7 separate regions of the Mus musculus genome follow, and all the other regions are linked to region 7. Evidence: chromatin contacts called from public HiChIP or PLAC-seq and promoter capture Hi-C data. All regions are on one chromosome and are shown on one strand. Each heading gives the region's core, a stretch centred on a gene start, on an enhancer-like site or on the middle of the called end of the contact. The rest is flanking DNA. Distances are from core to core; before and after follow the strand shown. Region 1 holds the start of Slc9a5 (solute carrier family 9 (sodium/hydrogen exchanger), member 5). Region 2 holds the start of Prmt7 (protein arginine N-methyltransferase 7). Region 3 holds the start of Atp6v0d1 (ATPase, H+ transporting, lysosomal V0 subunit D1). Region 4 holds the start of Nfatc3 (nuclear factor of activated T cells, cytoplasmic, calcineurin dependent 3). Region 5 holds the start of Tmem208 (transmembrane protein 208). Region 6 holds the start of Ctcf (CCCTC-binding factor). Region 7 holds the start of Nfat5 (nuclear factor of activated T cells 5).

What was found. Promoter capture Hi-C pulls out the DNA fragments that hold promoters and counts their contacts. HiChIP or PLAC-seq counts read pairs in DNA pulled down with a chosen protein or histone mark.
Region 1: a contact with region 7 is called in a promoter capture Hi-C map of liver, with 2.8 times the contacts expected there. The contact joins the promoter of Slc9a5 here to the promoter of Nfat5 in region 7. A contact is called at or near these places in 2 of 39 promoter capture datasets (liver and pre-B cells) and 1 of 115 datasets of contacts at active chromatin or transcription factors (thymic regulatory T cells).
Region 2: an H3K27ac HiChIP or PLAC-seq map of bone marrow-derived dendritic cells shows a contact between it and region 7, with 4 times the contacts expected there. The contact joins the promoter of Prmt7 here to the promoter of Nfat5 in region 7. A contact is called at or near these places in 1 of 39 promoter capture datasets (liver) and 1 of 115 datasets of contacts at active chromatin or transcription factors (bone marrow-derived dendritic cells).
Region 3: a promoter capture Hi-C map of pre-B cells shows a contact between it and region 7, with 2.1 times the contacts expected there. The contact joins the promoter of Atp6v0d1 here to the promoter of Nfat5 in region 7. A contact is called at or near these places in 2 of 39 promoter capture datasets (liver and pre-B cells).
Region 4: an H3K27ac HiChIP or PLAC-seq map of bone marrow-derived dendritic cells shows a contact between it and region 7, with 4 times the contacts expected there. The contact joins the promoter of Nfatc3 here to the promoter of Nfat5 in region 7. A contact is called at or near these places in 3 of 115 datasets of contacts at active chromatin or transcription factors (astrocytes, bone marrow-derived dendritic cells and pancreatic cancer cells).
Region 5: a promoter capture Hi-C map of pre-B cells shows a contact between it and region 7, with 4 times the contacts expected there. The contact joins the promoter of Tmem208 here to the promoter of Nfat5 in region 7. A contact is called at or near these places in 1 of 39 promoter capture datasets (pre-B cells) and 1 of 115 datasets of contacts at active chromatin or transcription factors (bone marrow-derived dendritic cells).
Region 6: a promoter capture Hi-C map of liver shows a contact between it and region 7, with 2.4 times the contacts expected there. The contact joins the promoter of Ctcf here to the promoter of Nfat5 in region 7.

The regions. Positions count from the first base shown.
Region 1 is chr8:105,346,768-105,350,335 of GRCm38.p6, reverse strand. It overlaps Slc9a5 (solute carrier family 9 (sodium/hydrogen exchanger), member 5), which reads right to left and starts at 2,078. Exons shown (of 16, transcript NM_001081332.1): 1 at 764-2,078. The coding sequence starts at 959. It overlaps Fhod1 (formin homology 2 domain containing 1), which reads left to right and starts at 2,366. Exons shown (of 22, transcript NM_177699.4): 1 at 2,366-2,683. The coding sequence starts at 2,483. Gm46049 (a long non-coding RNA gene) reads right to left here. Exons shown (of 4, transcript XR_003947441.1): 3 at 3,498-3,568; 4 at 2,680-3,261.
Region 2 is chr8:106,209,073-106,212,435 of GRCm38.p6, reverse strand. It overlaps Prmt7 (protein arginine N-methyltransferase 7), which reads right to left and starts at 1,382. Exons shown (of 18, transcript NM_145404.1): 1 at 1,354-1,382; 2 at 1-60. It overlaps Slc7a6os (solute carrier family 7, member 6 opposite strand), which reads left to right and starts at 1,503. Exons shown (of 5, transcript NM_001007567.2): 1 at 1,503-1,717; 2 at 1,805-2,071. The coding sequence starts at 1,523.
Region 3 is chr8:105,564,280-105,567,651 of GRCm38.p6, reverse strand. It overlaps Atp6v0d1 (ATPase, H+ transporting, lysosomal V0 subunit D1), which reads left to right and starts at 1,588. Exons shown (of 8, transcript NM_013477.4): 1 at 1,588-1,869. The coding sequence starts at 1,740. Agrp (agouti related neuropeptide) reads left to right here. Exons shown (of 5, transcript NM_001271806.1): 2 at 1-46; 3 at 160-292; 4 at 450-532; 5 at 714-957. The coding sequence starts at 163. The coding sequence ends at 896. Gm38250 (predicted gene, 38250) reads right to left here and starts at 1,472. Exons shown (of 4, transcript NR_168532.1): 1 at 1,378-1,472; 2 at 1,182-1,283.
Region 4 is chr8:106,058,049-106,061,344 of GRCm38.p6, reverse strand. Nfatc3 (nuclear factor of activated T cells, cytoplasmic, calcineurin dependent 3) reads right to left here and starts at 1,755. Exons shown (of 10, transcript NM_010901.3): 1 at 1,352-1,755. The coding sequence starts at 1,454.
Region 5 is chr8:105,324,508-105,327,839 of GRCm38.p6, reverse strand. It overlaps Tmem208 (transmembrane protein 208), which reads right to left and starts at 1,463. Exons shown (of 6, transcript NM_025486.3): 1 at 1,366-1,463; 2 at 694-789. The coding sequence starts at 1,371. It overlaps Lrrc29 (leucine rich repeat containing 29), which reads left to right and starts at 1,572. Exons shown (of 7, transcript NM_001368408.1): 1 at 1,572-1,613. The coding sequence starts at 1,590.
Region 6 is chr8:105,635,020-105,638,267 of GRCm38.p6, reverse strand. It overlaps Ctcf (CCCTC-binding factor), which reads right to left and starts at 1,730. Exons shown (of 12, transcript NM_181322.3): 1 at 1,548-1,730. Gm5914 (predicted gene 5914) reads left to right here and starts at 794. Exons shown (of 2, transcript NR_151742.1): 1 at 794-988.
Region 7 is chr8:107,291,696-107,294,941 of GRCm38.p6, reverse strand. It overlaps Nfat5 (nuclear factor of activated T cells 5), which reads right to left and starts at 1,472. Exons shown (of 15, transcript NM_018823.2): 1 at 1,044-1,472. The coding sequence starts at 1,116.

The sequences.
Region 1 (3,568 bases), core at 829-3,328, 1.9 Mb after region 7:
GCATCTCTGATGGGGGAAAAATGTGTGAACCTGAAGCACAGCCTTCAATGTGAGGGCGGAAAGAGGGAGAACATATGAAAGCACCCAGGGTAGCCAGCACACAGTCAAGATCCAATAAACGCAAGTTTTTTAAACATCGAAAAGAGGAATGTGAATTGGAGGGTGAGGTTGCAAATGGGCTATAGAAGGTGGCAACAGCTTTAAGTGGAGTAGAGAGATATGCTATAGGAAAAGTGGCCTTTTAGCTATCTCAGGAGATATTAAAATCTCAGACTCTTGGCCGTCTCTCCAGGGCAGGAAAATTTCTCAGAACCAGAATGCCTAGGGTTTCCAGGAGAATATCATCCCTTCAGTGTCCCCTTGCGTCCTCATTGCTGACAGGTTTCTGAGAAGCTGGACGTCTGGAGGAGAGGCCTTACTGACGTTTATTGAGGAGAGCTAACTGCAAGGGGAAGGGGAAACTGGGGGAAAGAGTCTAAGGATGGAACGGTGAGAGGAGAGCGGCGACAGGCAGCTCTTAGGAAGGCAAATCCCCTGAACTACCAACCAAGAAGGGAGACCCACAAGAGAGCAGGAAATGGGAGAGAACCCAGATTTGTGGAATTGGAGCCTAAGTCCCCGCACAATGCAAGACGCAAATCTGGAGACCTAGGGGCTTGGGGGCGGGTCCTCTGCGGGCCGCTAGCCTGGCGTGCGGGCGCGCGAACACACACACACACACACACACACACACACACACACACACACACACACACACACTCACCGATTTTGGCTAAGCTGGCCACCAGGATCCACAGGGCCACCAGGTAGGGCGCCTCCACCTCGTGCCACTGCCAGCGGAAGAGCGCCAAGCCTGGAGGAGGCTCACCCAACGGCCCGGACTCCTGGGTGGGTTCTTCTGTGGCCCCCGCCCCCGCCAGGGGCAACCCGGGCAGAAGAAGCAGTGCGGCGCTCAGCATCTTGCTGTCCTCCGGGCACTGCACGGCCGCCGGCCCCGCGTCGCTGCCGCCGCCGCCGCCGCCGCTGCCGCCGCCTACCCGGCGCCCCCGCGTCACAGGCACGTGGGGCTCACTCCCCCCAATCCGAGCTCCGATACCCCCAGGCCAGGTCCGGACCCCGAGACCCTGCCCAGGATCCTAGCAGTTAGGATCCCCTCCTCCATCTCTTCTAGGTTAATCTCATCTCCGGAAATTCCCCAGCATAACCCTCCTAACCCCTCGAGTCCTGAAACCCACTCTTTCGAGTGTGCTCTCCTAAACCGCCTCTCCTCCGGATTCAGAAAGGTGACCAGCCACCGCGTCCCGGAGCACCAAGAAGGACGGGGGTCTCGGGAAGCAGAGACAAGCGCAGCTACTGCAGAACACCGCCCAGCAGCGGGCCACCCGTCCCAGGTGCTCAGGCTGCGGGTCCCAGTGCTAAGCTGAGAAAACCGCAGGGGGCGGTGCGCTGCCGCCTTCCAGCACGATCTCCAAAACCTGGGACCCCCCTACCGGACCACAGCTGCGCACGCGCACTGGGCACACCCAGAAAGCCTAATGGACAACGGTGCTCTCAACGTACCCAGAAACCTCAAGGCCGGGACGGACCCGGCTCTTTCCAGGCTGAAAAGCTGGCTATTCCTCATCTCTCCAGAGCCCAGAGGCGCCGCCTTCCCTTTCCTTCAAACTACAGGGAACTGTTTGCCTATTCCATGGATCTGAGAGGACCTTATGGAATTCCCTTTAAATTAGGAACAACTTGGGGCATTTGACTCATCTCGCCCCAAACCGAAGAATGTCTCCACTTTTCATTCATCACCCAAGCCGAAAAAACATGTGCTACCTGCCTCCTCACAGTGACTCATCCCATTCTTTTTCGAGAAAGAGCACCCGTCCTCTTTTTTTTTGCCCCCACAGCTAAAGGGGACTGAATCCACCTCTTCTTTCAAATATAAAATCTATTTCCACTTCTTATTCCACATTGAAAGAGATTCTTCTTACTGCTTTCCCCAAATGAGAGAAATGCTTTCATTTGTCTTTCAAGCTAGCAATTAGTCCCATCTCGTCCCTTGAGAGTGGCCCAGCTACCCAGATTATCCGAAGAGATTTACCCCCCCCCCCCCATCTGCCCTAAAAATCCTTACAAAGATCCGCTGCAGCCTCGCCCATACCAAATCTAAAGAAAGTCTCCCCGCCCTCTGCTCTGAGGCGGAGCGGGAGCTCGGGTTTTCCCGCCCTCCTAGCAATGGAACTAACGGGATCACCAGCTCTCTGAGTGGCTGGCCCAAGCGCCGCCTCCGGCGGTGGTTAACCCCGAGCGCGCGCTCGCCGCTCAGTCTTGGCTCCACCCCCTTCCTTGGTCCTACCTTCATCTGGCTCCGCCCCTCGAGCCGCGAGCGTCCGGCCCAGCCTGGCCCGGCCCTAACAGCAAAGTTTAGTCGAGTTGAAGTTGCAGCATTTGCAGGGGACACAAGAGGCGTCCAGCGGTAGCCGGTGGCAGAGCCATGGCGGGCGAGGAAGAGCGCGGGGATGGGGACCCAGTATCCGTGGTAACTGTGAGAGTGCAGTACCTGGAAGACACCGACCCTTTCGCTTGTGCCAACTTCCCGGAACCACGCCGGGCCCCCACCTGCAGCCTGGACGGGGCTCTGCCCCTGAGTGCGCAGATCCCTGCTCTGCACCGACTCCTGGGGGCGCCTCTTAAGGTGAGGGGCGCTGCGGAGGTTGAGGTGGGCGGTGGACAGACAGTGCTTCTAGGAGAGAGATCGTCACGGGCGGGTGCTCGCCTCCAGAAAAGTCTCCGGCCGGGGTCCTAAGGTCTATGCTCCTCTGCCTACAGGGGGAGACTCAAGTTGAGGGGACAGTATAGAAGCCAAATGAGAGTTTGTGATTTGTTCCACTCGGGCTTCCCTTGAAAGTTAGGCCCTCCTGAAGAGGTGCTTGGAGTCCCCTCGCTGCCTCTTTGCCAGGGTTGCTGCTGTGGTTGTAGCGGATTGGGGAAGTGGAGTTGGGAAGGGACAGACTTCCACCTGCTCCAGGTAGTCGGGGGCGGGGCCCCAAAGAGGGGCGGGTTTAGGGAGCAATCATAGAAGGGATCGAGGCTACCGGCTGGGTTGGGTCCTTGGAATACAGTCTCTCCAGCGCTGTTGAAGACTGGAGTCCCAGCCAGGATGAGAGGAGTCCCTTGGAAGCGGCCGTGCGCTCATGGGAGGCTGCCCGGGTGGGAAAGCCCTTTGCGTCACCGCCCCCATGGTCCCTTAGGCCCGCCGCTGGTGGCCTACGCCTGGAAGGGAGGGGGTGGATCAGTCTAATTTTAAACCGCTGGCCTACCCTAGTTGCCGACGTTCCTAGGCCGACTTTGCTCAGTTAGAGAGGCATTTTTCCGTATGTCCAGCAGGACCACCCCTCCCCTCCTGCTGGCCTCCCCTCCACCTCCCCGCAGGCATCCCTTTCCGGCTTGCTTTTTCCGGGCCAGGACTCCCAGAGGCATACACACTACCACCCCCCAGGGTTCCTGACCTGCGGGTTAGCTGGGAGCTGTGAGGGAGATGGGAGGGAGTTGATGGGGTGCCACAATTGGGCGCGGGGTT
Region 2 (3,363 bases), core at 133-2,632, 1.1 Mb after region 7:
CTTGTTAATTTACTTCTTAGGAAGATATCTTGATATCAGAAACCTAATCAATTATAATGCCTAGGATGGAGAGAAAGGACAAGAAAACAAAGAGAAAAAAAAAATAAAGAAACAGACAAAAATGTCAAAGTTACTTACAATTCTTTATTAATGATAACATCGACCTTCAATCTCAGGTCTGGAAGGCAGAGACAGGCAGATCTCTGTGTAAGTTCAAAGTCAACATGGTCTTCATAGTAAGTTCTAGGCCAGCAAGAACTACATAGTGACAGCCCATCTCAAAAGAAAATTAACCAGTATTTTGATATTTCTGACAAGAGTAATTTTCATTTTTTATATAGGATATACCATCAAAAACTATAATAAAAGCCAGTTGTGGTAGCTCATGTCTAAAATCTCAGCACGTAGGAAACTGAGGCAGAAGGATCTAAAGTTTGATGCCATCCTGGGCAATGCTGTGAGACCTTGTCATAAAACAAGAACAAAACAGAACAACGTGTCGTTGCATGTCTTTGATTCTAGCACTAGAAAAGCAGAGGCAGGACCATCTCTATGAGTTCCATGCCTGTCAGGGCTGCACAATGAGATTCCTGTCTGAAGAAAAATTTGGGGGTGAGGGGGGGCCTACAGTAAATATATAGGGCTGTTTGGAAGTTTCGCCACTTTTCAGAAATTCCTACATAATTAAAAAGGCCCCACAAGTCCATCGGGGTCCAGCCTTCAAGTGAAGGCAAGTGAGAAGGCAGGGTAAGCCGAGCAATGAGCTAACATTATACAGTAAAAGCGCAGAAGTGGTTATTCCGCAACAGATTAAGGACACTTGCTTATCTGTGATGTCGCTAGGGTTTCACTAAGAACACACTTAAAAATGCACTGAGGGCCACTCCAGTGTTTTAATCAAAAGCATGTCCACCTCGGGCACACAAACGTCTGGCGCTTCTCCGGGTGAGTGTCGTGAACTGAATGGTTCCCAAACTGCTCAGAATACGAACTGAGAAAGCCATCCCGAAGCAAAACCGCCCGAACGGTCCCGGGACCGAACCGTTCCCGGCTGGGTTAGGGGCGCTGCATACAACTGAGGTCCCGCCCGGTGTGAGTGACTGGGGCGAGGCTTCTGACACAAGTCCTGCGCCCGGCGACAGTCTGAGAAAGGACAGTCACCCACGCGGACCGCTGCGGCAGACCTGCTCAGGGTGCTTGAACCACTCCACGTGGACTCTGGAGCAGCCCGGAAGATAAGTACACCGGAAACCCAAATATCCCCAACGCCAGAGCCCTAAAAATGAGGCCGGAAGACCGACTGCACCCAGGCCCAGCCACGGCCCAACCTCCCCAGCAAGCCCAACAGCTCACCCGCTGTGGGAAGCGATCCACTCGCCGCCACTCCCGCGGCCATTTTGCCTCTCCCACTGTGGGTGGGGCGTCGAGGCGTAGCGTGACGTTCCGTGAGGCCCCGCCCGCTGAACTGGATGGACATCCCGTCGCGCCCCGCGCCTTCCCACAGTACTCCGCGATCGCCGCTATGGAGGCCGGCAGGACTGCGGTGTTGCGCGTGAAGCGGAAGCGCAACGCGGAGCCCGCCGAGGCGCTCGTGCTGGCCTGTAAACGCCCCCGGAGCAGCGAGGTCGAGTCGGCGGCTCGGGAGACGCCAGAGGGCCAGGAGGCGGCGGCGGCGGAGAGAAATGTCTTCCAGTTGGTTGCCACCGTGCGATCCCAGGTATGAGAAGGGTGAATGGACTCTTTGTGGGAGCGATCTTTGAACGCTGCCCGTGTCGCAGTCATCTCTTTTCCCGACGCCCCTCAGGAGGAGCCAATCCAGCAGCTTGTGCGGGCTGCCTTGCGCCCGTCCCGGAGCAGCCAGCTGCGTATCCGCCGCGATCTTCGTGCCTCGGTGCGCGAGGTCCGTAAAGAGGGCCGCTACAGGGTGGTCTCCAGCCACCGATCCTCGGGAACCTCGAACAGTTTGGAGCCTCAGTGTGGGTCAGAAGCTGTCGGGGATGCGGGCTTCCAGTTGTTGGACCTGGTCCACGAGGAGGAAAACCCAGAGGCTGCTGCCACCGACTGCCGCAAAGTGAGTACTGTATATGTCTGCTCTGCTCCCAAAGGCAGTAATGAAGAGCATACACACTGTAAGCTTAAGAATGGATGATCCATCTCTAAGAGTTGACCTCATTTTACCTGATTTCTGTTGTTGTTTTTGTTCTGTTGAGATAGTTTTGCTGTGTAGCTCTGGTTGACATAGTACGGGCTATGGAGCCCAAGCAGACCTCTGACACACAGCAGTTCTGCCTCCGTCGCTCCAGTGCTGGGATTATAAGTAAGCATGTGCAACCCACGCCCCTTAGGATTGGTTTTCTTTCTTTCTCTTTTGCTTGTGTCGTAATACACACCTTCCCTCCCAGCATTTGGGAGGCAGTACCATGTGGATCTCTGAGTTCCAGCCCAAAAAGGACTACATAGTGAGACCTTGTCTCCAAAAAAAAAAAAAACAAAAAGCAAAAAACAAAAACTTTGTGTGTGATTGATCAGGCCTTTAATACTCAAGAGGCATGGATCAATAGATCTCTTCTTTCAAGGCCAGGCAGAGCTACACAGTGAGAACGTGTATCAAAATAAATAAACAGAATTGATGTAGGCCTTTTGAAAGTGGATTTGGCTATTTAAAAGATATACAGTATTTAGAGATGATGTTAAACTGTCATTGCTACGAAAAATGAGGTAAATATGGAAGGAGTTTTAGCTCACAATTTTGGAGGTTTTGGTGCAGTGTATGGTCAGACTACTAACAATTTGCCTCCAACCTCCCTGAAGACGGGGCTCTAGCATTTATATATACCCTCTGAGAAGTTCCCAGAATTCCAAATGTCACAGAAACTATCTACAGCTGACAAAAACCACTTCTGCTAGGGCATGAGGCAAATCATAGTCAGCTGCTTTAGACAGCTCAAAGCAGCCCCACATCCCCACACCTGGGATTAAAACAAAAAAAAAAATAAACTGTTTCTGTGTTCTTTAAAGAAACCAAAATTCCAGACTTGTCACTACAAAGGGAACTTGCGGCAAGTGTTCTTCCTCTGAGCTAGATTCCTAATGTGGTATTTTCCTTTTCTTAATCTTCACAAATACTATGAATTAGATACTTTTATCGCCATTTTGTTTTTTTTTTCAGAAAGTTTTTATTAGCAAGCATTGGCTATTCAAAGTAATAGTTTTTATTAGATTTTGTATGTCTATACTCACTCCTGTTGAACCTTTAAAAAAAAAAGCCTTATTTATTTTATGTATGTAAGTACACTGTAGCTGTACAGATGGAGCTCACTCTGTAGACCAGGCTGGCCTCAAAGTCAGAAATCCGCCTGCCTC
Region 3 (3,372 bases), core at 339-2,838, 1.7 Mb after region 7:
GGCACAAGAGACCAGGACATCCCTAGGCAAAGATCAGCAAGCAAAGGTAAGCACAAAGACTATACAGGAATTGGGACTTTCTGGGAGCATCTCTCTCAGCGCTGGTAGGGTACCCTAAGGATGAGGAGAGACTAAATGGGGGTTTTCCTGCTGAGCCAGGCCATGCTGACTGCAATGTTGCTGAGTTGTGTTCTGCTGTTGGCACTGCCTCCCACACTGGGGGTCCAGATGGGCGTGGCTCCACTGAAGGGCATCAGAAGGCCTGACCAGGCTCTGTTCCCAGAGTTCCCAGGTGAGTATGGTCAGGTTGGGGATATGTGGGGCAACGACCATTGCTGGCCACAGACCTGCCCGCCCAGGCTTAGACCTCCTTCCCCAATCCCAATCCCAACCTAGGGAGGTGGGTACTTGGTGCATGGTGGGTGTGGCCCTCACATCTTCTGCCCCAGGTCTAAGTCTGAATGGCCTCAAGAAGACAACTGCAGACCGAGCAGAAGAAGTTCTGCTGCAGAAGGCAGAAGCTTTGGCGGAGGTAACTCATTAGGGAAAGGGATAAAGTAGAAGGTAGGGCGCATCAGATACCATCATCTCTCCCCACTTCCGGATTACCCAACCTGGGCAGAACTGCAGCCCCTCCCTGACCTCAGTCCACTGCCACCCTACTGGGGTCGGGGTTTGAGAGTTTCCTGAACCTTATTCCCCTACGAATGCAGGTGCTAGATCCACAGAACCGCGAGTCTCGTTCTCCGCGTCGCTGTGTAAGGCTGCACGAGTCCTGCTTGGGACAGCAGGTACCTTGCTGCGACCCGTGCGCTACGTGCTACTGCCGCTTCTTCAATGCCTTTTGCTACTGCCGCAAGCTGGGTACGGCCACGAACCTCTGTAGTCGCACCTAGCCAATGGATGTTGTTTGGGCAAAGGCAGGGGATGAGAATAAAGGATGGGACGGTTTAACCTTAAAGCTGTGGTTATTTCAAACGTGGCTGTCGAAGGGTTGTCGGGGCGTCGTCATGCTGGAACCACACACACCATAACCTCGGGGTCTAAGCTACACCATCATCTGAACCACATATATGGGCGAGTTTAAGGCACCAGGCCCCTTGGGGAAATCAGAAGGCCACACCCCGGTCCTAGAGAACTAGTGCAACAAACGCCGGGAAAGCGGGCGCAGTGCGGCTTACCGGGTGTAAAGTCTAGTTGGAGGATAACCATTTGGCTCCGAAACTCTCCCCTCCTCTTCCTTGGACCTCGGTTTCTGTCTGGTAGGAGACAGCCTCGACAGCCTAAGGAATAGCACACCCGCTCAGCTTTACCCGGCTGGCCCTAATGAAGCCAGACAGAAGCGCCAAACCCAGGAAAACTCAACTTAGGGCCCACCTCGCATCCTGAGGGTATTAGCACCACCACGCGGTCGATTTCCATCATCGACCTTTCTTTGCTCTCCGCTAGGCGCTCCAGGGCCGCCTTTCCTTAGTGCGCAGGCGCCGGGAGGGCAGTTATAGCCGGTCGGGCACTCCAGAGTAACGCATGCGTGCCAGGGTGCCCGGAAACTGGAGCCATTTAAGAGCCAGGCCCTACTGCGGTCACGTGAGACGCGGTGCGTCACCTGACGCACTTGACAGCCCGCTGCGGCCGCCGCGTCAGCTGATCCGGGGAGTCTAGTTGCGTGCGGGCAGATCGGGGCTCTCTGGTCCCGCCGCCCCCCGCCTCCCCTGCCGCCTCCCACCCCCGCCGCAGCCATGTCGTTCTTCCCGGAGCTCTATTTCAACGTGGACAATGGCTACTTGGAGGGATTAGTGCGCGGCCTGAAGGCCGGGGTGCTCAGCCAGGCGGACTACCTCAACCTGGTGCAGTGCGAGACGCTCGAGGGTGAGCCGCGGGTCCGGGCTGTCTGAGGGGGGCCTCCCTGAGCCGGGAAGGGCACGCGAGGCCTCTGGGAACCCGCGAGCTGATTGATGGTGGGCATGTCAGGAAGGAGTCTGCCTCTAGCTGCGGCTCTGCGCGGGGGCCCAGACGTAAACAAGCCTTCAAGAACCGCAGTGGTTTACCTGGGCTCGGGTTGCCTCTAACCTCGTCGAGCTAGTCCTATAATTTAGAAGGACGGGTCCCCGAGGATTGGTTAGCCGGCGCGACGAGTGCGCCTCCAAGCTTCTTCCCCCTGGCCCAACCCTAGGCCTGTTGGGTGGCAGTGCCTAGGGAAGTTAGATGGAAAAGGCTTCTCTCCTCCCCCAAGGGCTTTAGAATCGTTGTGTCTTGGTGGTGTTGGTCTGAGGGTTGGGTCGTCCTGGGGAATTGCTAAGCCAGTTTAGCGAGAGGTTCCTCCCAGCTCTGAACCGCTGGCTGTGTAGAGTCTTCAAGACTGTTTGGAAAAGCAAGAGGTGGCTCTGTAAATCAGAAATTCACGTACAAGTATTTGGCCCCAACCTGCATTCACACCCCACCCCAGCACTGTTGGGGCACCAGTTTGTTTGTTTGTTTCTTTCTTTCTTTCTTGGTTTTTCGAGACAGGGTTTCTCTGTGTAGCCCTGGCTGTCTTGGAACTCACTCTGTAGACCAAGCTGGCCTCAAACTCAGAAATTCACCTGCCAAGTGCTGGGATTAAAGGCGCACACCACCACGCCCGGCAGGGCACCAGTTTCTTACACAAGAGTGACAGAAAGCTAAGTTCCTCTTTCTTTCTTTTCCTTTTTTTTTTTTTTAAGATTTATTTATTGTTATATGTAAGTACACTGTACCTGTCTTCAGATACACCAGAAGAGGGCATCAGATCTCTTTACGGATGGTTGTGAGCCACCATGTAGTTGCTGGGATTTGAACTCAGGACCTTCAGAAGAGCAATCGGTTCTCTTAACCGTTGAGCCATCTCGCCAGCCCCCAAGTTCCTCTTTCTTAACACATAAATCTAAAGCAACAGTTTCCAACTTGTGGGTCACCATCCCTTTGACGGTCATAAGGGTCACCTAAGACCATTGAAAACCACAAATATTTATGGTTAACAACAGTAGCAAAATTACAGTTGTGAAGCAGCAATGAAAATAATTTTTATAGTTGGGGGTCACCACAACATAAGGTGTTTTAAAGGGTTGCAGCTTTAGGAAGGTTGAGAACCACTGATCTAAAGTTAGATGGCTCAACTGTAGCAGATGTACTAAGCTAGAGATGTCCCTAATTCTAGACCCTCCACGCACATGGTAGTAAAGGACAGAGACATGAGTTCCCATCTCTGAGTCCTAAAGGATTCCTTTGAAGAAAGGGGCTTGTAGCTGGAAGAGGCTGGGTGATTCACCCAATGTAGAAACTTCTTATCAAATACTTCTGATGTTAAGTTGGGCTCATACAGTTAATGTTTACCTTGAAAACTAGTCCCGTCAA
Region 4 (3,296 bases), core at 506-3,005, 1.2 Mb after region 7:
TAATAGCTGTTTGAGCTGTGTCTCATCTGTTTCCCAATTTTCATCAGGAGCAGGAGCCTGCATCAGTATACACTACCCAGTGAGTATCCACTAGTATCTTCGACATTAAGGCTGATTAAAATAATGCTAATGGGACTGGAAATGAATACAGTCAACTGGGTTTTTTGTTTTGTTTTGTTTTTTGTTTGTTTGGTTTTGGTTTTTTGAGACAGGGTTTCTCTGTGTAGCCCTGGCTGTCCTGGAACTCACTCTGAAATCCGCCTGCCTCGGCCTCCCGAGTGCTGGGATTAAAGGCGTGCGTCACCACGCCCCGGCTCTACAGTCAACTCTTAACTTTATATTTATTACGTTGAAAACAGTATACGAAGGCTGAAAAGGAACTAAAAGGTATTGTACCACCTAGAGATTCAATGCAACGCTGAGAAAACAATGTATTAGCCCTCACAATACTATGAAAAAATTTAAATAATTCACTTAATACTGGAAAGAATAAACATGAATACTCTTATCCATCTTCTTTTTCTAAGTTCTCTTGCATATGTAATAGGGAAGCTGAACTTAACGAACCACACTATTCCAAACCAGGTCACAGGAGAGAGTTAAGTCCCCAGTCATCATCCTGTTTCTATTTACTGACTGGTTTGACCCGCAAGCATTATGGTGTCCAGCTTTCCCAACTTATCTTTTAAAACATCTTCTGAGAAGAGCTTTTTTTTTTAAAATTATTAAAAAATGCCTTCTAGAACATTCTAGGAGAACTGTAATTTTAAAAGGCAACGTATCTTGTTTTTTTGTTTTTGTTTTTTAATCTCCAGAAACACTTTGCCCAAGCAAAACAACCCAGTTTTCAGAAAGGTCCGTTATAGTATACTTGAAACTAAGCGTGGATGGAATATAAATTTACACAAGTGGACACTAACTCGAACTCGCTCTTCTAGCAAAGTAGATTTTTTTTTAAAGTGGAATTTGAAAACACGCATCTTTCAAATAAAGAATTTTACAACTAGCCTAAAGACAGCGAAGTGCGCTTACACTTCTCGGAGACATTTCCTCTGCACCACGCTGGCACAGCTACGACAACCAGAAACCTCTTGGGGCTTTGGCCCCAACAACCTCTGCCTCCAAAGCCCGGGCGTCCGCCGGCCACTGGCCTCTCGGAGTCGAGTTCCCTACTAGTTCGCTCGCAGCCAAGACACTTCCACGTCGCCCCGAACCACACGCCTCCTTCTCCTCCTCAAATTAAATCGGGCTTTCCTCGCCACCCGCACGCACCAGGGGGACCGAGGGGAAGGCGAGCTGGCGGGAGCGCGGCGAGGGCACGCTCCACAGTCCCGGCCGGCCCGGCACCCACCTGCAGGCCGCGAGACCTGGGACACCGGCGCTGGTGCCCCGTCCTCGCCGAAGACGAGTTTGAAGTCGAGCTCGTCGTGGGCGCCACAGTTTGCAGTAGTCATCGGCGTGGCCCGGGGTGCAGCGCCTCCTCCTCAGGCGGCCGCGGCGGCTCCTCAGCGCCGCTTCATGCTGGGCCGCGCCGGCCAGGAGGTCGCGGCTCCACTGCAAACTTTCCGGGCGGGGCCCGCGAGGCCGAGCGTTCCGTTCCGACCTAGAAAGCTGGCCGAGCGCCCCGCCGCACCGGGAGCCGTCACCGCCGCCGGTCGAGGGTGCAGAAAAGCCACGGTCGCCTCAACCAAGGCTCCCCGCCCCCCACCCCCACAGTCGCCGCCACTGCCGCCACCGCCGCCGGCGCGCTCCCGCGCCCTGCAGCGCGCCCAGCCCCGCCCCTCGCCGCGCTCCCGCCCGACGGGGCAGCCCATAGGCCGCTGGCCCCGCTGACAGCCACGGGCCCCGCCTCCTCACCGACCTATCGCGTGAGTCCTCTGCGAGGAGGAAGTCACGTGAGCAAGAAGCGCCAGAGCCCTGCTCCCTCTCGGAAGTTGTAGTTAAAACTCTCTTTCTTCCGCAGTTTCTAAACCAAGACCAGGGTAGGGCCAATAGCGCTGTCTAATTAGATTGGGAACCCACGTAGGCCAATTGGAGACTATCTTTTTCCCCCTCATCGGGCGGAGCTCATGTCGAGGAAGTGGGTAGCAGAGCGCCAGGGTTATAGGTGTCCGGATATTTGGCCCCACAGAGGTACTTTTCACTTATAGCTGAGTTTAGAGTGGATACGTTCGTTAGACCACCTCAAAAGTTACCACTCATCCCCCGCATCCCTCCATACCAACTTCGATGGCGTAACTTGGAGAGGGCCAGGGATTGGTTCGAACTTTTGGGTAGGTTAGGGTGGAGCCGAAGAAAACCTTGCGAGACAAGTCTGGAGTCGATTCAGAGCCACCCTTCTGGGGTGGGGCCCCGTCTCAGTGGCTGTGCCTTTGTCCCCTCAAGCCGGCCCGGAGAGGATGCCATGCATTCTAGCTAGGCCTCACCTAAATCAGAGGGACCAGGTCTGGTCCTTGACGGAAGTTGAGCAGACACAGAGAAAAGTACCCTTCTTGGCCTCTGCATCTTAGTACATAACCGTGAGACTAAGGCATTGTGACACCCGAGCAAGGAAAGCCCACATATAGGAAGTGACGCTGTCAAAAAGAACCGGCTTTCAATCTTGGTTTCACCTCAAAGAGTCTGCCTTCCCCGGTGAGACATGAGATGGCCCAAGACACCATCCCTTGGAGTCTGGGGACTCAGTCTTGTTTACTTAGCGCATGATTAAGAGAAGGAGTTGGGAGAAGCCAGTGACCACCTCCTCCACGACAGCAAGTCTGATACTACTCACAAAAGCCCCTGGGAGAATGGAGCAAGCACAAGCTCCTTGCAAAGATCTCTGCATCTCAGTGATTCCTGGGCTACTAAGTGAGCCTCAGGGGGACCCCGGCTAAGCCTAGGGTCAGAAGAGCAAGGAATGTTCTGAGCTCGTGAGCCATTCATCTTGGACTGGTTTATTCCTGCTCAGGGCTTTACCAGTACTTATGAGGGACACAGAGATACAGAGATAGTCTCCCATCAGGGTTGAGAGAGAGAGGAATAGCAAATATATAATTACTGTGCAAAGAGATTAGAGCTGTGATAGGAGCTCTGAGGACATTGAACACCCACCCACACGCTACAGGAGTAGTAGAAACTGGAGATCCAAGCAAAAGACGAGCAAAGCTTGTTCCATGGAAGGACCAATGATCAGAAACCAAAGGTGATGCTGTATGAGTGGGCATGGTCACTGGGTGATGCTAAGCTGGAGACTATAATAGTCACTTCTCTATAGAACACTTGGCTAAGGGCATTCAGATCAGCAGGAAGAGGAG
Region 5 (3,332 bases), core at 214-2,713, 2.0 Mb after region 7:
GGCTACTTTTTTTTTTTAAATGGTTTAAAATTAAAATACATTTTACATGTATGAGTGTTTTTGCCTGCAATGTATCTATGTGCACCATGTGCCTGACGCTGTGCCTGGTACCATAGAGGTCACAAGAGGGCATTGGATCCACTCAATGAGAAGGTTTCGAGCTACCATGTGGTGCCCCTGGAGTGGAACCGAGGTCCTCTGTAAGAGCGACAAGTGCTCTGACCACTCAGTCCCTGGATACTTTGGGGGGAGGAGGGCAGTGTTTGCTGGCGATGCTGGCAGAGCCTAGCCAAGGGCTCCACCACGGCGCTACACCTGCTCTCACTCTCTCGAATGAGACTTCAGTCTTTCTGTGGGGCTCTGGTTACCACTCAACACTCTGACCTCAGTCTTCCAAATAGCTAGAAATACAGTTATATGCCACTATGGCCAGCTTCACTTATTAACCCCATCACCCCTTTTTATTTTTATTTTTAATTTTTTTTTTTGAGATAGGATTTCTTTGTTACTCAAAGCTAACTTCAAACCGCCCATCTTTCTGCCTGAGCCTCCCTGGTGCAGGGATTACAGGCTGGTGTCTGCCTGGCTTCATTTCTTTACAACGTTCTCTTTTGGAGCCTTGGCTGTCATTTGCCAGCGCTCCTAATCAGATAGGAATGAGAGGGCAGAGAAAGCACAAGGCAAGCAACTTACGTTGGCTCCCAGTATGATCCGAAGGTAAAACTTGAGAGTTTCTTTGTTCTCTTCAAATATCTGTTTCTTCCCTCTGGTACCCACTTTTCCTTTGGGCTGCGGAGGGTTGGTGAGATGCTGTCAGAGCTGTTTTGCCTCAGTCCTCCTCACTCCCTGTACCAGCCTGGTTACCTGCAGCTTTATCTACCCCGCAGCCAAGTCCTTAGCGTGCTTTGTCAACCCTAGCAATCCCTGAGATACCGACCACTCCTCTAGTCCATCTTCCTAATATAGTTAGGACACCGACTTTACTGTACCCCCAGTTATGATCGCCTAATGCTCACCCCAAAACAATTCAAATTACGTTAGTATCTTCTTTGGCTTTCCTCGTAAGGTTCAGCTTTGGGTTGAGATCCTCTCCGGGAAAACTCCAGCGGAACTTAATGGCGTCCCTCTGGGGTAGTGGTTTAGATCTGGAACTGGCAACTACCCTCGCCCGCGCCCGCCCTAGCCTCCAACACTAGTCCTGGTGTAGTCCTGCACGGCCACTCTCCCCGCATCCCGTTCGGTCTAGCACAGTCCATTGGGTGGCGCCCCTCTCTGGCCCAGTGCCTTATGCCTTCGAGCCCTTCTGTTTTTACTTTCCCAACATCGGGAAAGCTTTGCCGGTGCAGACCACGCCTTGTCCCTTACCGCCATGGTGCGCAGCAGACACCCAGCCACTGAAACAAGGGCGAGTAACTGGAACTGCAGTCAGTAGACACCACATCGGCAGCACATGCACTTCCGGTAAAGAGCGCAATCGTTCGCTCCTGGGCGGAAGTGGATTTCATTTCCTTCCGAAGCCCCGCCCCCTGAGTCGGTGGGACTACACTTCCCAGAAAACCTTGCGTGGGGGCGGAGACGGCAGAACTGCGATGGCGGACTCGCTGCCTCTGGAGGTGAGAGGAAGCGAGCGGTCCTTCAGGCCTTGGTCGGGGACAGGCCCCGCCTTCGGGGTCCCGAGCTTTGGGGAAAGGCTATCTGACAGCTCGCCCGGCACCTCCCGCCAGGCGGAAACGAGCCGCCCGGCGGATCCCACGACCTGAAAACTCTGGGTAACGGTCCTCTTTGGGGCCACTTCGACCCCTTCGGTTGGGATACCATTCCCTCTTTACCCATTGGCCCCAGAAGATGGCTGCTCTGTCACCTCAATGAGGACGGACTCACTGCCCATCCCTTTCCCTTGAGATGGCCGTTCCCTCCCCCTCAGTTCTAGAAGATGTCCGCTCCACCGTCCCTGAAGGGTAATCAATTTTATCCCCATTGGCCCCTTGGAATGGTCGTTCCATTTCCTCCACCCCTCCCCCACCGTCCTCGCAGTTGGAAATAGACTGCTCCCGCCCCCTAGTTCTGGGGACCATACCCAATGTCCTTAATGTAAGACAAGCCTGCTCCTCATTCTAGACCCCTAGTGATGGCTGCCCCTGTATTATTCAACCCCATGGGGTGTTTGTTCCTTTAGCCAGGGGCAAGGAGATACAGATGCAGGCTTTGTGTCTTGCACCTTTTTTGAAATGGCTTCTCTATCCATTTTGCCCTGAGGGTTGGCAACCCCCTCTCGTTGCCCTAGGAAGTCAGGCCTTTTCCCTTGAGTCGTGACATCCTATTCCCTTTTGGCCCCAGAAGGTATCTATTCATCCCTGTAAACCCCATGGGTTACCAGTAGTAGTAATCTTTTGGGGTGCTCTCATGGGATGACCACTCCACCCCTATCTCTACTCCTCTAGTGCTAGAAAGGCATTTCTCAGGATAATGAATTATGTATGATCCTTTCCATTAAGACATGTTGTCCTTTAGCATGGCTCCCAGGGTTGATCATTCAGAAGATAGGTCAGCCACTCTCTTAGTCCAGTCTTCCCTCTTAGCCCCCTAGGGATGGGGGCTTAGTCATCCCAGTCCCATCCATACTCTTCCTCATGTCTCTCCTCTCTGGTCCTAGTCATTTTCCTCTGAATAGTAATCTCCTTTATCCCCCACCCCTTCCCTGAGCAAACCTTTGGTGAAAGTAGAGGCAAAGGACTATCTTTAGTCCAGTAAATACTGGGTGAGTACTGCGTATGTACTTAGCATCTGAGAAGAAAGGAGAAAACACAGCGGGGCTAGTGAAGTCACTGTAGAAGGACTTTGCAGAAAGAGCCCCACATACGGGAAAAGAGATGCTGTGTTGGTAGTGAGGATGGGCTGGGGGTGTTCTGGGAGCAGCAGGCCCAACCAGGCATGGAGGTCTGGACTGTGAGATTAGTGGTGAACCCAGGTTTTTCACGAGGGGCACTGAAACTGGACTATATATGGATTAGCAAGGCTGAACATAGAAGGAAACTGTAAAAGGAATCTAGCTCCATTGGATAAAATTTGGAGCTATTAATATGGTGATGTTGCAAAGGTAGAAATGCTGCTAACAGCCATCCAGTCCCTGAAGAACTGATCTAGGTGGTTTTAAAATGCCTTCACATCTTCATATACTTCAGACACGGAAGCTGAGAGAAGTCACATGCCTCTAATGGTTACTCTCTTGGGTAACTTTCTCCAGTAGAGCTGGGATCGGGGAAGTCTGGGTTAGCCTTGTCTAAACCGTCAGCTTTGTGAGTAGAGAATAGAAGAACATGAGCCCAAATGTC
Region 6 (3,248 bases), core at 481-2,980, 1.7 Mb after region 7:
GTACGAAAAGGTTACTCCAGCAGTTTATCAAAGGAAGCTTTTAAATGCAAAAGACTTAATGCCAGGATAAATACCCTGTTTAATTTCTTTTCCTGCCTATGGATGCCTTGGAATTTTAGCTTTCTTAGTTGATCTAAACTCCAAAAAAGTATTAAGTCTCTTTGCTAATGTTTACTTAATGCTAAACTCAATACAGGAAGTCAGATACTAAAGAGTAGTTACATTAGGCACAGAAATTTATAAACCATCTGCTGCAAGTGACCCAGGATCCAATTACAACATCAACCCTCACATTTCATCCAACAGTCAAATTACCAGTCCAGTCATGAATAAGTTCATTCTACCCTATTGGCGCATTAGATCGGTTTGCACGATCTCTAGAGAGGGGCTGAACTGTCTTAGCCTAGCCCTAGAGCATCAGGTCCTAAGTGGAGTGCAAAGTTAGCGTCAGGACATTTTAAATAGGAGGCAAACTCCAGCGTCGCCTGTACCATCGCAACCAGCCCATGCTCCCGAATTTATGAGTTTATCACATCACTTGAGATGAGAGTGAAATTAAGTTTCAGTCCCTTTTGAGATTTCTGAGCGCACCAAGTCTGACTGCTATCGTTTCAAGGGGCTGAAAGAGTGCGAATACAGCTGGAGAAAAACTACTTTGGTGCAGGAATTCGTGTCTTTTTCCGCGCACCATTGGGGGCCGCACCGGTCGGGTCCCGCGCGATGCCCTGGCGTGAGTTTGGGGGCGCAGCGGGGCCCGGCGGGGGCGGCGAGCGCGCGTTCCCCCGCCCGCTCGGGCGGCGTCGAGGCGCGAGCAGCTCAGCCAGCCTTGCAGAGGGAGCTCTCGGCAGCTCAGGGGTCCCCTCTGCTCGCAGCCACAGCAGCGCCGCCTGCGACACTCGGCGGCGACGGAGACCGGCAGCGGGGACGATCGGACTACGAGAGACTAGAGAGCACCCCAGCTGCTGGAGAAGCAACGCAGGGAGATCGGGTAGGTTCCGGGACCGGCTGGACTTGAAGATGGGGAGTCTGAGGCGCGTCGGTCGGGACCCGACACCCACACGGTTCCGGGACCTGGCTAAGCGGCCGGCCGAGGGTTCAGAACCCCTAGGCGAAGCAAGCGGCGGCAACCGAGCCTCAGAGGGTCCAGACTCGGTAAGGGGTATCCGTCGCGGGAGGGGCAGAGGGCGGGCCGTGGCCCGAAGATCAGCCGGGCCAAAAGCCGGCCTCGAGGGTAGAGACAAAGGAAGGAAAATGGAGTCGCCGAGCGCGCAGGCCTCTGTCGCCACCGCCGCCAGAGGCCTACCATGTTGGGAGGAGGGAAGCTTAGCGGGCGGGCGGGCGGGCGTGGAGGGGGTTGGCCAGGCCCTGGCGGCGGCGCCGGGCAATGGCGGCGGCCGCGCCGCAGCAGGGACGGTAGAGGGAGACAAACACCCCCCGGCGGCGGCGCTGGCGCTGGCGCCGGGCTGCAGCCAGCGCCGACCGGAGCGGCCCCATCGTGACACCTAGAGGCGGCCCGCGAAACCTCCTCCACCCCGGGCCCCCTTTACCTTCGCGCCACACCCCCCGCGGCGCCCGCTCCGCCGCCGCTCCACCGCTCCGGCCACCTGGCGTCCCCGGCCGGCTCCGCGCGCCCGCACCGGCTGCTGCTGGTCGCCGCTGCCGCCAAAGAAGCAGCTCCGCGCACGGTTTAATCGCTCCACAGGCTCGGACACAAAATGGCGGCGGCGCGGTGCAGTGCGCCTGCGTCGGCGCTGCCGGGGCCGCGGGTGCTGATAAGGGAAGAGTCGGGTGGGGGGGGCCGGCCGGCGGCGACGAGGGCGGGGGAGGAAAGGTGAGGGGAGGGGTTGGCGCAGGGCAGCATGGGAGGCGGCCCCGGGCGCCAACTTTCAAAAGCCGGCGCGATGGCGTCACGGGGATGCGCCGCGAGGCGCGGCGTCACGCCGCACGCGCCCTCCCGCGCCCTCGCCGGGTCGCGCGTGGGCTCTGCCGGCGGCGCGGAGGCGGCCTGGTTCCCATTGGGGTGGGGCTTCCCTGGGCGGAGGCTGGCGGCTTCTGGGCGATCGGGTCTCCGCCTAGTTGCCCTGATTTCCTTAGCTCGCTCATTTTCCCTCCAAGCTGCGAAGGGCGGGAGGACGACGGGGAGCTGAAGTAAGCGCGCGGGGCTGGGGCCGTGGGGGTTGAGGAAGCGCCAGGGTTCTACCCTGCCCGGTCTCCTCCCACCCGGGGTTAGCTCTGCACCCTGTCCCGCCGCCGAGTCAAATGCAGTGAGTTCCCGCACTCTCTCACTTCTCCGACACTTGCCCAGTGCTCAAGATCGACTGCTAGGGGCTTCGCCCGGGGATCTTAGTAGTCTTCCTCCCAAGAAAAGGGCCTTAGAAAACCGAATGTGAAATTAAGAGAATCGGGACAGAGTCACCTCAGTCCGGAGATATAGCAGACCACACCACAGCAGTCGTGTTTAGCTGTATTTGGCACCGTGAACGTCTAAGTTTTTAAGACTGTTCTTTTTATTTCGGTTCCCAGTCGGTGGTACTTAATCCCTTCCCTTTCCCGGGAAGACCCTATTGGCAGGTGTTCTAATCATCTTCTCTCCCCGCCCCCCATAGCCTTGGAATGTGACTCGGGATTGTAGTCCCAGTTCTCTTGCTTTAGCTGTTTGGATAACAAATGCACCTGGCAGCAAGCTTCTGCCCTATTCATATACATCTGGGCTGTGTTGTGGGTATGCTGGTCCATTATCAATAGATATTGTTTATTCCCCCCAAAAGAATCGGAAAGTTAGAAGCATGTAAGATCCCACTGTTCAGATGTCAGTAACTAAGGCAAATGTGTTTAAACATCTTGAGTCCATTCACCCACTGTTGTGGAGCTTCCCTCCATGACTGGACTTAGAGGAAAGATAGAAGAGAAAGTCCAAGATTAGAAAGAGGATAATAGACAAGGAAGTAAACAGAAAGACAAGTCTAGACTGTTGGATTGTAGAATCCAAGACCAGAAGTAAGTTTGAGGCAGGAAGAGAGGTTTCTGGTTTTCAGATGCTGAGAGTTCCGGTACAGTTCAGCCAGAGGCTTAGCTATTGAGTTTATTACCTTGGAGATAGCTGGGAAAGATCATGGTGACTTTAGCTTGACTCATATGGATTAACTGAAGAGGTTAACCTGAGTAGAATGGGTTAAAAAGTAAACAGGAGAGTAAGGAAATAGAGACAGTGCATGAAGGCAGCCTGAGTTCTGCTGTGGGTAGAGCAG
Region 7 (3,246 bases), core at 223-2,722:
TAGCCTCCTTCCACTGGTATAAGAAATGAGTACAGATGGGGGCATTTTTGATTTGATACCCCTTGCAAGGGGAACCTGTTCTGACACATTCTTGTGGTGTCCAGTGTAGGAATTTAACCCCAGCAGAGATCACCTCAAGTATTAATGTTTTAGATGCTGGGAATCCCCTGCAGGCCTTAGCCAAAGTAGTTTTAAATGGGATTTTCTGTTCATTGCCTCCTCTCTGCACGAAGCCCTTGAACAGCAACAGAAGAGAATTTTTCTCAAAGGGCAGGACTGTGCCCGAGCCTGGTACTCCAGGGAGAGGAATACAAGTACTCCAAGGAGGGCATCCCTATCTTTGTAAAAGAGAAGTAATTAGAATGTCACGGAGGTGGAAAGAGAGAAAGAAGATTGGGGCCTTTTCCAGGCAAGAAGATGACGAGGAAAGGAAGAACGCCTGGCCGAGGGGGGCCGTCCCGACATGGGGAGGGAGTGGACTAGGCCGGGGAAGGGGGGGGAGTAGGACGACCGCGCACAAACAAGACCAGAGGGAGAAAAAAAAAAAAATGGTGACCCTGAGCTCCGAAGCCCCTCGGGGCCACGCAGCCCGGCGTGGGGCAACTTTGCCAAAGAGGAGAGTCCGGGGGACACGAGCCGCGGCGCCCCGATTCCACCCCCCCTCCCCGGTGTCCCCAGCAGCGGGACCAGTGGGGTGATTCCCGAGCCGGGGGAGGACTGGGCCGGCAGTCCGCCGAGTGTGGTGGAGTCCGGACCCGCCGACCGGCAGGTTGCGAACCTCCGGGACCGCAGAGGACTCTGGGGGGCGCGCGGACCCTAAGCCCCCCGCCGCGCCGCCGCGCCGCGCCGCGCTGGGGAGGGGGGCGCCGCTCGGCAGCTCCGGGATCACCCCTGGCCCTCCGCGGCCAGCCCAGGACTCTCGTGAGGGGCAAGCCCGCCCGAGCCCGGCCCCGACGGGGGACCCCCCCACCCCAGCCCGGGACTCCGCGCGCTCGCGCTCCCCGCCCCCACGCCCCACCCCCCCACCCCCCCATCTGACTCACCTCGCGAGTACAGGGACTTGGGCGATTCCAGGTCTAGGTCCGCGCTGAGCAATGAGATGAAGTCCGAGGGCATCGCAGCTCGACCCAGCCCGGCCCGAGGGCAGCGGGAGGGGGGGAGCGGCGGTGGCGGCGGCACCTCCTCTCCGGGATCCGCGGGCACCGAACCGGGGGCGGTGAGGCGAGGGCGGCAGCCGCTGCCTCCTCCTCCTCCTCGAGGGCAGTCACTTCCCACCCGGCCGAGCGATGAGAAGGGCGGCGGAGTGGAGGGAACAGCTCTGCGGAGTGGAGAACTGACTCCCGGTGAGTCCAGAGACCAGAAGCTTCGGACCGGGGAAAGGGGAAGAGGGAGAGCCAAACGGGTCCGTTTCGGGCTTCTCCTCAGCGCACACTGACGGCCGCCGCCACCGCCGGCGCCGCTGACAGGAATCTGAGCCCCGCCCCCTCGTGGGGCACTGCGCACGCGCGGAGGGGGGGAGGTCCGGGAGCCCGGAAGAGCCTGGCGGCCGGCGGAGGGCGGACAGGCGCGCCACGGAACAGCATCAACAAGGGCTTCGCTTCCTGCCGTCGCTGCTGCGGCCGCTGCTGATCCCGGGCTGGGAAAGGGCCCCGCCAGCCAGCAGGGAGGGTGGAGGGAGGCGGCCTGGCTTCTGGGGCCCTGAGAAGGGAAAAGATTTTTTTTTTTTTTTTTTTTTTTTGCCTCGACCTGGTGGCGGCGAGCCTGAGGCGGCCGGCCCTGCTCCGTGGTGTACTTAGGAGGACACAGACCCTGGGGGACCTGGATGTCAGCCAGGAGGGGAAAAGCCCTCCAGGGACTTGCAGCGATCGAGGCCCGCTCGCTGGAGCTCAGCACTGGGGAATGGAGTTCCACAGCTTGGACAGCAACCGGGCCCTTCGGGGTTTTTCATAGCAGTGTCTGCAGTGAGCTGGTCAAGGGGCTATCAGACTCACTTTTTAATTAAGAAAGGGCAAGCCATACTCACCACCACCACCACCATCACGAGTTACCAAGTTTTGTTTGTGGATTTTGTTGTTGTTGTTCCTGTTCGTGGATTTTTTTGTTGTTGATGATTTCTGTTGGCCCACTCTGGCCTGGAGCTCACTATGTAGATCAGGCTGGCCTCAAACTCACAGAGCTGTGCTTGCCCCTGCCGGTCAGAAGTCACCATGCTCGGCTATTGATTCTTTTTAATGAAAATATTTTCCCCCCACGTTACCCACCACACCAAATTTACGGCGACTGCATTTATTTATTTATTTAGACAGGTGATTTTGTTATGTAGGTCTAGCTGGCCTGCAATTCGCTGTGTAGATTTAGACTGGCCTCAATTTTAGGGCAGTTCTCCTGACTCAGCTTTTCGAATGCTGGGATTACAGAAGAGTACCACCATGCCTGGCTTTGATTTTTGTTGTTGTTGTTGTTTAAGTTTATGTATAATGATGTCTCTGATAGTGAATGGTCGAATTTACTCCGGAGTGGAAAATAAAAGACAATTTAAAAATGGGATCATGTGAGTCCACATGGCTTGTGTGTAATGCACACGCGTGCGTGGGGTAGGGGGAGAGAAGTAAGCAAACATACTCTTCCACACGGGTTTTCATTTTTTTCACTGTGCTAAGGGAGAATGGAGGGAAAACATGTAAATGAGATTTTTTTGGCTGCTCTGTTCTCGGGGGCTAAAAGTTTCCGTTGCAAAAACACATCCTCACCTCCACCACAGACTGTTTCCTGACTCTTAATAGACTTTTGGGAAATTTTTAATCGAGTTATTAAAATATCAATTTGAGCACAGGGTGCGCATCTTGGAAAATAATTTTTAATTCTGTGTGGGATTTTGATGCCAACAGCCACGTGGGCAGTGTTTTTCAGGTGTTAAAGATGCCTTGATGTATGTTACTGTGTCTACAAAGCTGGTCACAAATCCTAAAACCCTGCGGATGTACCCATATAAATCCCTAACAAAGTTTTGCCTCTGTGATTTTGGGCACTTTATTGTGACTTGGAATGCTGGAGTTGGGGAAGAGTCTCTGAGCAAGGGAGGCCCCAGTGCAGGCAGCTCTGGGGTGGGCCCTTTAGCAAGCTTAACCTACAGACCTAGAATTTACATTTGTGTTATCAGAAACCACCTATCCTTTCATCTGAACATCTGATACAGGCTGCCTGATTATCTTCACTGAATTCTTAGTGATAATTAATGAACCCTGT